Regions from separate parts of the Mus musculus genome. Here region 1 is linked to region 2. The links are chromatin contacts, called in public Hi-C maps. All regions are on one chromosome and are shown on one strand. The core of a region is the stretch at or near the end of the contact, and the rest is flanking DNA. Distances in the headings are between cores, read along the strand shown. Region 1 has its middle 65 kb from the start of Gm38791. Region 2 has its middle 62 kb from the start of Gm33429.

The links. A called contact is a pair of places that touch in the nucleus more often than the background predicts.
Region 1: a Hi-C map of liver shows a contact between it and region 2, with 3 times the contacts expected there. The contact joins two enhancer-like sites. A contact is called at or near these places in 1 of 39 promoter capture datasets (liver), 2 of 15 datasets of contacts at CTCF or cohesin (CD8 T cells and pro-B cells), 9 of 484 Hi-C or Micro-C datasets (adipose-derived mesenchymal stem cells, bone marrow-derived macrophages, liver and 1 more) and 12 of 115 datasets of contacts at active chromatin or transcription factors (cardiomyocytes, differentiating embryonic stem cells, embryonic basal ganglia and 5 more).

Annotation. Positions count from the first base shown.
Region 1 is chr6:37,777,238-37,782,150 of GRCm38.p6, reverse strand. No RefSeq gene overlaps it. Among named protein-coding and RNA genes, the nearest start is that of Gm38791, 65 kb to the right of the region's middle. Within about 2 kb of position 2,145, at least 6 of the 459 cell types and tissues checked have an H3K27ac peak or open chromatin away from gene starts, as enhancers often do. A contact at or near this core is called in liver, where this site is marked.
Region 2 is chr6:37,590,995-37,596,412 of GRCm38.p6, reverse strand. No RefSeq gene overlaps it. Among named protein-coding and RNA genes, the nearest start is that of Gm33429, 62 kb to the right of the region's middle. Within about 2 kb of position 3,847, at least 120 of the 459 cell types and tissues checked have an H3K27ac peak or open chromatin away from gene starts, as enhancers often do. A contact at or near this core is called in liver, where this site is marked.

The DNA.
Region 1 (4,913 bases), core at 896-3,395, 190 kb before region 2:
GACCTTTGTAGCAAAGGACAATTGATTTTAAACAACTTATGTAATCCTCTATATTTATCTTTGGTAAACCTTTGCTTTTTGGTAAACCCCTCCCCATGCCTATGACATCTTTGGGTCACCATTGGGTATGTACTTTGGATTTGTTGATATTTTCTCTCTCTCTGTCTCTCTCTCTCTCTGTGTGTCTCTCTCTCTGTCTGTCTCTCTCTCTGTCTCTCTGTCTCTGTCTCTCTCTGTCTCTGTCTCTGTCTCTGTCTCTCTCTCACACACACACACACACACACACACACACACACACACACACACACACACACACACACACAAAACCATAACAAAACAGTAGCCGTAGCAGGAAGAACCTTTGCTAGAATGGAAGTCAGTAGTCTGGTCTTCACTCCAGAACAGAACCCTCCCTCTCTGCTTCTCTGTTTTTTTCTATAATTATTATTATTATTTTTTTAATGCTGACAATACATATGAACCCTATACCTGGAAAAAATATTGGTAACTAGTGCATGAAAACAATTTGCAATTTGAAAAGATTTTGCTAGGCAGATCAGCTGGCTTAGTGATTAGCCTGTTTGCTGTACAGACCTGAGAGGGATTCTGGAATCCACATGAAGGTGGAAGGAGAGAATCAACTCCATAAAGATGTCTTACCTCTACATATGCACTGTGATATCCATGTATCTACCCCATTGTCTTAGTTAGGGTTTTACTGCTGTGAACAGACACCATGGACCAAGGCAACTCTTAAAGGAACAACATTTTAATGGGGCTGGCTTACAGATTCAGAGATTCAGTCTGTTATCATCATGGTGGGAGCATGGCAGTGTTCAGGTAGACATGGTGTTGGAGGAGCTGAGAGTTTTACATCTTCATCTGAAGGCTTCTAGTGGAAGACAGCTTTCCAGGAAGCTATGATGAGGGTCTTAAAACCCATATCCACAGTGGCACACCTACTCCAACAAGGTCACACCTATGCCAACAAGGCCCCACCCCAAATAGTGCCACTCCCTGGACCAAGCATATTTAAACTATGACACTTATAATAAGTATAATTTTAATTTAAAAAAATAAGTAAAAGAATATGCTAGATCAATGCTAGCTGTATTTGGTCTAGACTGGGGGTTTGTAAACTTTCTGAGTTGTCCATCATCTTGCTGAGATGGAATCTTGGAAAGGCCGACAGGCTGAGCAGAAACCAAAACGGAAGAACATTTCAGCAAAGATGGAGTGGTTAGTGATGGACAGAAAGGTGGGACTGAAAGGGTCTGTTAGATTTAATTTAGGGAGGTTGCCATGATGGTAGCAGCAGGGTCAGTGCAGAGGTGGGGGGCTACAGACAGGGTTTATGATTTGGAGCATCCAGTGAGACTACGGCACTTTTAGGTTAAAAGGTATTTCATTTCTTGTTCTTTTGAGCCAAGAGACCCCAAACTAGAAACACAGAGGCTGGCTTTCATAGAACAGAATGGATAAAGAGAAAGGGTAAACTCAGTATTAGGGGTGGCCAGTGTGAAAGTATTAGGAGAAAGAGTGATGGTTTCCACCTGAAATCCCAATACTTGGGAGGTTGCTGTAGAACAGTTAGGAGTGCAGAGTCATCTTAGGCTACATAGTGGGTTTGAGTATAGCCTGGGGTACATGTCTTCAAAAAAAAAAAAAAACCTACAAAATTAAGGCACCACACTCAGCAGATCTATTATTTGTCAAGGAATTAAGATATGACTGCTGCCAAGGATTGGGACTGATATTCTAATGAAAGACCTGAAGCTGCTTTTGGCCCCCTTTGCTCTTTTGCAATCTTCCAGTTAAAAGCTAGACATGAGCAGTGGGTCTAGAAGAAGGGAGTCTTACACACAGCCTAAATCTTGCTCCTAGGTATGCAGCTTGACAGATTATTAGGGGGGTGAGTAAGAGGGGAGGGAGAGGGAGAGGGATCTGGGAGAGCAGTGTGTGCTCTAAACTATGAGCTATCTCTCCAGCCCTTCTTAACAGACTTTTGAACCTTGACCTCAACTTTTGGGGTAATCAAGCTTCAATTTTTGCTGGTTTTGTTTAGTTTAGTTTTGTTTTAACAGGTGGCCCTGAGCCTAATCTTTAGAACCTTGAACATTCCACAAAGGAGTGAGATGTGAGGCCACCAGGAGAACCTCAGCCCTGTCATATCTTTATCTTCTGAAGGACAGAGTACCACTCTGTGGCTCAGTGTCCTTGAGGCAGCAGATAGGTCCTCACTACATAAAAAATGAAGTCTCCAGGGTATTTTCCCAAGCAGTCATTATGGAAGAGTCTGAGTCCTCAGAGAACCTTGACTTCTTTATAACATCCTTCACATTGTGACTTTGCTACCTGCCCCCAGCCTGCTTTGTGGGTTTTACCAGAACATCATGGGAAGAAATATCCTAAAATGAAGAGCTCTCTACTGTGAGTTGGGAGAAAAAGGGTTATCTTATCTCCAAAAGACGTTACCCACTTCATAAGTATTCATAAGATCTTTAAAACCCACAAGGCAGAACCCACCAGCTGCTACTAGCCTTTGGTATTGCCCACTCTGACCTCTCCTTAGAGTTTTTGAATTAAATAATCTTCTGCTTAAGCTGTCTGCGCCTCTGGGTTCAATTCCCTTCAAGAAGACAAGGGTTGTGAGATTACTCTAACAAGATCACAGCAGTCCCTCCTTGTGCAGGATGAAGAGAAATGGTGGGGTCTTGTAGAGAGCAACTCTTCCGACCAATCTACTGGTACCTTGTTTTCGGACTTCCATACTCCAGGACTTGGAAAAAATAAATTTCTTTGTTATTTTATTTTTTGTTTTTGTTTTGTTTTGTTTTGTTTTTTTTTTTTTTGAGACAGGGTTTCTCTGTGTAGCCTTGGCTGTCCTGGAACTCACTTTGTAGACCAGGCTGGCCTTGAACTCAGAAATCTGCCTGCCTCTGCCTCCAGAGTGCTGGGATTAAAGGCTTGCGCCACCATGCCCGGATTTCTTTGTTATTTTTAAATAGTAACTAGGCTCAGTTATTTTGTCATAGCAACAGAAAACTTCTTAAGGAAATGGACTGGTATGGTAGTTGAAAGGACCCCATTTGACTCCATTTAAGGACCAGTCCTGTTTTTTTGGGGGGTGGGGTGGGGGGTGGGGGTGGGGAAGACTGTAAGGCACCAGCTCCAAGAACAGACCATAAAATCCAGAACAAAATCACAAAACCCTCTTCCAATGAACAGCCTAGGGATAACCACAAAAATGGGGAAATATCTTATTTCAGAATGGGCCACCTGTGCTGGGCAGCCCTATCTCATCCTATGGTTAAATGTTTATGACATAGGAGTGCAAACCACTGACCACCTATGACCCCTTAGCACCTACCAATGAAATTTTAGATTACCCAATCCTTTTAGAGAGCTCTCCCGGTTCCCTATAAGAAGGCCTGCATGCCTTTCCTGGGGTGGGTCACCATTTCGGAGAATGGTTGACCCCTGCATACTGGTTGTTTCTGCAGAATAAACACCTTTTGTCTTTGCATACTATCTGAGTCTAGGGTCTTCCTTCAGTGATTTTCAGACTCTTACGTAATTAGAAGCAGTATCTAGAAAAATTTTCTGTATTGACTTGTTCTACAGATAAGCCTACCTGGAAAAAATAAACCACCGGAAAAGGCAGGAAGGCCTGAGTATGCACAAGGTTCTGGGTTTGATCCCTGTCACTGCCAGTGGGGTTAGGAGACCGAGTGACAAGAAAACTATAGAGAAAACACCCATATCTATCTTCTGAGCCCTTAAGTTGGATACAAGTTCCCAGAAGTGTGCATTCAGCAGGTTTGGTACTGGGAAGGTTGTAAGAGAATGAGCTCTGGACCAAGGCTTTGCAGGAACAGCTGGAACAGTATTAAGCTTCATCAAATTACACATCACTGTCAATGTTTGAATCTGTCCCAAACTCAGAAATGGTAAGTATAGCAAATATATTTGACTAGCTATATTCTTGGCTGTTTCCTTTGAAAAGACTTTTCCTACAGTTTTGGTCTGTTTCTATTTCTTAAATTCCTCATTTAAGTCCTTTGTCCATTGAAAAAGCATCTTCTGGGGCTGGAGAGATAACTTAGCAGTTATTGCACTCAGTTCTCTTAAGAAGATCTGAGGGCTTTGTTTCCAGCACCTACCCAGGGCCGACAACATCTTTAACTCCAGGCATGTCAGGGCACTCTGGTGGAGTCAGCTTGTGAGGCAGAAATGCCAAAAAGCTGCTCATGAGAAATGAATTTCTAGGACTCTCCTCCTGGATATTCTGGCGAAAGCCAACTCTCCAGTTTGGATCGGTTTGTCAGGCGAAAAGCCTGGAAGCTGTTTCACGAGGATAAGAGTCCAGGGAAATTTTCCTCCCAGAGTTATGGCATCTCTTTCCCTAACCCATTATAATAAAATTTCCACCACATTAATCTAGTGTATAGATTCACGTGCACTCTATTAAGCATCACCTTATAGTAAATGCCTTTTAAGATTGTATTCTAACATAGCTAAAGCCTTTTCCCAGTGTTCTTAGATTCCAGATAGCAGCAAGGAGCTTAACCCATTCAGTAACTAATAAAGCACTAGCCATTAATTCAGTGTCTGAAAATAGAGTCTAATATTCTCACCGAGATAGAAATTCGTATTATAGACTACATTCCATGCCAAGAGCAAATTTGTATACTATACTGAAAATGGATTGTCTTCAGATATAGATAAGAATTAACGAGGCCTAGAGAATTTTGGGGTCAGTGACACTACATTATTCTTGAGGCGTGTCAAGAGTTAACTACCCTGAGGCAATTAACTCTAAGTGTAAAACTCTTGCCTGGCAGAAAGTGCTAATCTCTAATGTAAACATTTATCTGGTCCCTACAAACTCCCTTTGTAGTCACTCCCCTTGC
Region 2 (5,418 bases), core at 2,598-5,097:
AGGCCTCGAGGAAGGATTCTGTCCTGTACCTCAGAGAAGGGAAAGCTGGACAGAGAAGCCTGAAGAATTTAGACAGGTCTTGTTTTGTTTACGTTCTTAGTCTGGGACCACAAGGTTGCATCTTCTCCATCCAATCCAGTTCTATTCATGTATTCATCCTTATCAAATGTAAGCATACACTGATCATTTCCCCATGGGTCACTTTGTCTCTGAAATCTCATGTGCTACTTTGATGAAATAAATCCATTATATTTTTCTCCTGTTAATTTGTCTTTTTGTTTTGTTTTGTTTTGTTTTTTGTTTTTTTATAAGTGTTTGCTGTGGCCCTTATGATGGCAGGAAAAGGTATCACATCTTTCTGCCTGTCATGTGTGTGCTGTGTCAGAAACACAGATGAACACATTTGGCTCTTCCAGTGGTGTCAGAATTTATTGCATGACAATGAATTCACAAGGTATTGGCTCTCTGGGCATTATTTGCTAAGAAGTACCACTTTCTGACATAGCCACTGAAGCTATCAAGTTTCTCTATTCCAATCTTAATTGCTGATCACTACTGTCTACGTCAGGGTTTCTATTCCTACACCAACATCATGACCGAGAAGCAAGTTGGGGAGGAAAGGGTTTATTCAGCTTACACTTCCATACTGCTGTTCATCACCAAGGGAAGTCAGGACTGGAACTCAAGCAGGTCAGGAAGCAGGAGCTGATGCAGAAGCCATGGAGGGATGCTTGCTTCCCCTGGCCTGCTCAACTTGCTTTCTTATGGAACCCAGGACTACCAGTCCAGAGATGGCACCACCCACAATGGGCCTTCCCACCCTTGATCACTTACTGAGAAAATGCCTTACAGCTGGATCTCATGGAGGCATTTCCTCAAGGGAGGCTACTTTCTCTGTGATAACTCCAGCTTGTGTCAAGTTGACACACAAAACCAGCCGTACAATTACCCTCAAGTCTCCCTCTTCCCTCTCTTTAACACACAAACTTGAACACACACACACACACATACACACACACACACACACACACACACACACACACACACACACACACACGAGCATGCACTACAGAATGGCTTCAAAAGGGCTAAAGAGGCCATAGCATAGTTCAAGGATTTTCAAGAAAGCTGAAGAGGGGCAGGGTTGAGAACCTGATAAATATGTCTAAACAGTTTCTGTGGTGGGGAAAAAGATAACAAACCAAGGCTGGCTGAAGGTTTGTTGGACTCCTGCTGCTGTAGAATCAGGCTGCCCAGTCAAGTTGAACCATAAAAGCAAGGTGTGGGACCATGGAAAATGTAGAGGAAAAGAGAAAGATGGAGTCCAGATGAATAGGCAGTGGCTGGCTGGAAGGTCAAATAGGTGGAATCGGCCATGGGGACAAAGGGGAGCTGAGACTCCTGGGATAGTCAGGAGTCTGTGCTTTGACACACACATCAGGTGGTCAGTGACAGGTTAGCAGGCTGCTGCCATCATAAGGTTAGCTGCTCTCCTCTTTGGCAATCCAGGTGAGGGTCTGCATCCTTTCCTTAGTCTGATGTGTGTGATAAGTTCTTGGACCTAGTTTTTTCTGGCATAAATTTTAATATTTCCCTGTGCTCCCACAGTCCCATATACCATAGGCAATTTATAGAGTGGTGCCCCTTCTATCTTAAAGGATAAGTTATTTATTAGTCTGTATACTATAGGCAGTATAGGACACATGGTGGTGTTTGCATACTTGCCTCTGTATTTGCATCCAAAATGGAGGCTGTCTATCAGTTTTTACAATATCACGGAACAACTCGATCTCAGCACTCTTCTGCAGGTCTCACGTCATCTGACTTTTATTTTCATGTGATTGGAAGCCTTCCTTGTCCCACCTACTACTTTCCAAAAGCAAGAATTAGGGCTGGAGATGTGGCTCAGAGGTTAGAGCATTGCTGCTCTTCCAGAGGACTCTGTTCAAATTCTGGCATCCACATGTTGGCTCACAGTCATCTGTCGCTGCAGTTCCAAGGAATCTGACACCCTCTTCTGGCTTGCTTGGGTACCAGGCACATGTGTGGTACACGTGCGTACATGTATGTGCAGTCAAAACACACATACACAGAAAAGAAAAGAAATAAATCTTAAAAAAAAAATAAAAATAGTGATCCCTAGAGGGCTCTTCATTGCTGGAGAAAGAGGATAGGCAGTCCGGCATTTTGAGTTACACCTGGCTTCTTATCAGATACCCACGTACACACCTCGATGATCTCTATTGTTTACCTGATAAAAATAAAGCTAATACTCTCTGACATCCACAGAACTCTTATCTTCAGCTAGCTTTCCCTGTGGCCAGAGCTTTCCTTTTTGTAATGTGTCTGATCTTTGTGCTTGAAGGGTGTAGGCGAGGCTTTGGGTAGAGGTGGTACTGTGGCCGGGTGGTAGATGAAGGGGCTCAGGGAAGCTCTTCTGTCTGTCAGTGTGGAGAGCTGCTGTGTTACTCGGGTCCGCAGAGTCTCTGCTGTCTCTGTGTGTGAAATCTGACACTGTTCCCCGGGTGTGCATGAGCACTCTTTGTTCACAGCCCCTCCTCCACAGTGAAAAAAAAAAATCCTCCTAGCCCATGATATATAAATCATAAATAGACCTGTATGGTATTATAACTTGGATCTTGCCTCTGTTCCATTTGTTGTGATTTATGTCTGCTCTTCTTTTCCTCTTTATTATCTCCTTAATTGTAATCATTTTTTTTTGTTGTTGTTGTTCAGTTGCTCTGCATTTTATTTTGTTATTTCTCTTAGGAAAGTCTACTTGGCTTTAATAAGGGGAGCATCACTTAACTGAGAACAAATGAGAACATATAGCTTGAGCAGTATCTGATTTGTGAAAGAAATCTGTTGATAGAAGAGGCTCCAAGGTTTTCAGTTTGTAGTTATCATTTTTCTTGACTTGCTGGTTACACTGGGTTAATATTGTATTTAATACTGGATCACACACACACACACACACACACACACACACACACACACACGAAGAGAGAGAGAGAGAGAGAGAGAGAGAGAGAGAGAGAGAATATGACTAAGACTATCTGGAATTTTTGTTTTCCGGGGATTGTAGCTTTGAAACTGGTGACGTGAAGCGATTGCAAAGAGAGCTATAGCTATTTAGGGATGATATTTGGGCCCTGAAAACTCTACTCTGTGCTTTTCCCATGCGCAGGGTAGAATAAATTCACGAAGCTCCTTCACTGTTTCTTCTATAGAAGTGGCCACCATTCAGGGTTTCCTCCGTCCCTTTATAGATGCAAATGATCTGCTCAAATCATCTATACAAAGTGAAAAGGCCTCCTCAAATCCAATCCTTGAAGGAAATCTCCTTGAGAGTTAAATCTCAAACAAAGGAAGAATAGACCAGGGCTTATTTATCTTCTACTTGCTTTGGGGATTCCTAGGCAGATCGTACAGAAGTGAAGAAAAAAAGCTTAGGGCTATACAGTCTTTCCTCTGCTTTTCGTTTCTTCCTCCTCTGTGAAATGCAGTAGACAGGCTCGCCCAGAGGCAAGAGAGCCCAGCGGTTTCTAAACCTGAACTAGAGGGCAAAGCCTAGTAGTACTGTGAAGACCTTTGTTCTCCATTACGAGAAGATTAGAATCCAGAGGAAACTGTGTGAATGTGTGAGCGTAGGCAAATGAATAGTAATTTTTCCTTATGGGAGGCTTAGCAAGCAGGATGTAGAAGGCTTTCCTTTCGGAGATTATGAGAAATCAGACTTGAGAAGGATCTTTTCCCATATTCTGCCTCCTTTTGAGAAGAGGGCGTTTGTTATTCACAGTGCCCGAGCTAAAACAAAGATAGACTTGGGCTCCCCTAGTGGCCTCCCCTGACCTTTGCTCTTGAGAAATCCTCCCTTCCCCCATCAAAGGCAGCTAGCCTGCCAAGCACCAGTATTCTACAAAACCTCTCTTACCTTGTAAAAATGTATGTGTGAAGGGATTCAAACTCTACCTGGTAAAACTTTTGTTTATGCACAAGACCTGCTAAATCCCTGGAACGGATGGATTGGACAGTAGCCCGTCCCTCTCTTCTTTCCTTTGCTTCCTTCCTGCAGCTTTCCAAATTAGCCAATCAGAACTAGTCTGCGAGGTTGACCGCCCAATCGAAGAGAAATAACCAACTGTCGCTGCCGCCTTTCTCTAGGGATGACCATCAGGCTCCCGTGCTGGCCCTGTTCGGGATGTGATGCACTCTCTTTGCAAAAGGAAATCGCCTTGGAGTTACTTCCTCACTATTCATGTGATCCTTCCTGCAACATTGAGATTATTCTTTTCCAACACTCAGTCTTTCAGACTTTTAAAGTCAGATGAGGAGCCTTCTGGTCAGCGATGATGGAAATAGTGGTGTTCCTCCAGTTAGAGTGGAGAAAGAGAAGAGAAAAACTCTAAGAAACTGCCACGAGCAAATGAAGGAATTTGTGTACTGGGGTTGTCGTTATACTCATGATAAAATACTTCAGTAGACACATTTATGTCCTTAGGTCAGAGGACAGTTCTGTGCACTCAGTTCTTTCTTCTCTTTAAGTAAATTGCTGGCCTAAAAATGTTATTAAAAGCAACAATGGAGCAAAAAAGACTGGAAACAAATAAACATTTTGGAGAATATCATTCCCCAAATTGAGAAACAACGGAGGTTTTGCTTGTGAATCACTGGATATATCTATCCACGATCTTGCTCAGTATCATAACAATTTGCACATGCTTATATAATTTGAGCATGTTTTCATGTTACTGAGCATGCTTTTTCTAGAACCGATAATGCGACTGATAATATCGCCTCAGAACGGCTGGCATCCTGGTCGAGGATTACCAAACTCAATTTCTTCTTCCCTTCCTCTCCTTCCTCCTTTTCTGCTTATGCAGAAGATTAAAGCAAGGTGAAGGGGCCTGGGGCTGGGACAGGGGTGGGACCTGGTGCTGGGGCTGGGACAGGGTGGATCAGGGCCGGAACTAGGGGTCGGGGGTAGGACTTATAAAATACTAACATGTGTGAAAAACACATGATTATTAAATCAGCTTTGTCAATGAATTATATACAAATATACCATGGTCCTCCTACTAGATTTTTTTTTAATGGAGTAATAGGAAATTGAGTTTTGCATCATATCATGTGTGACATTTCTCTCTTCCCACATGCTTATGTAATGCTAGCATTCCTCAAGGATCCCAGATAAGAACAGTTTCATCAGGAATCTCTTATTTACAGATTTCTTTGCAAAAGATTTTCTTTCTACTCTTTCCTTTTGTAAGCGTTTGACAACCTAGTTAGCAATCGTCATGAATTAAAACAGTTCAGATCAGAAAGCTCATGACTTGAAACAAGATGCTCTAGGGCTTACATCTGTAACCTGACATGTGGGAAAGAATGAACTTGCCCTCATAGATAAACACGTGACAA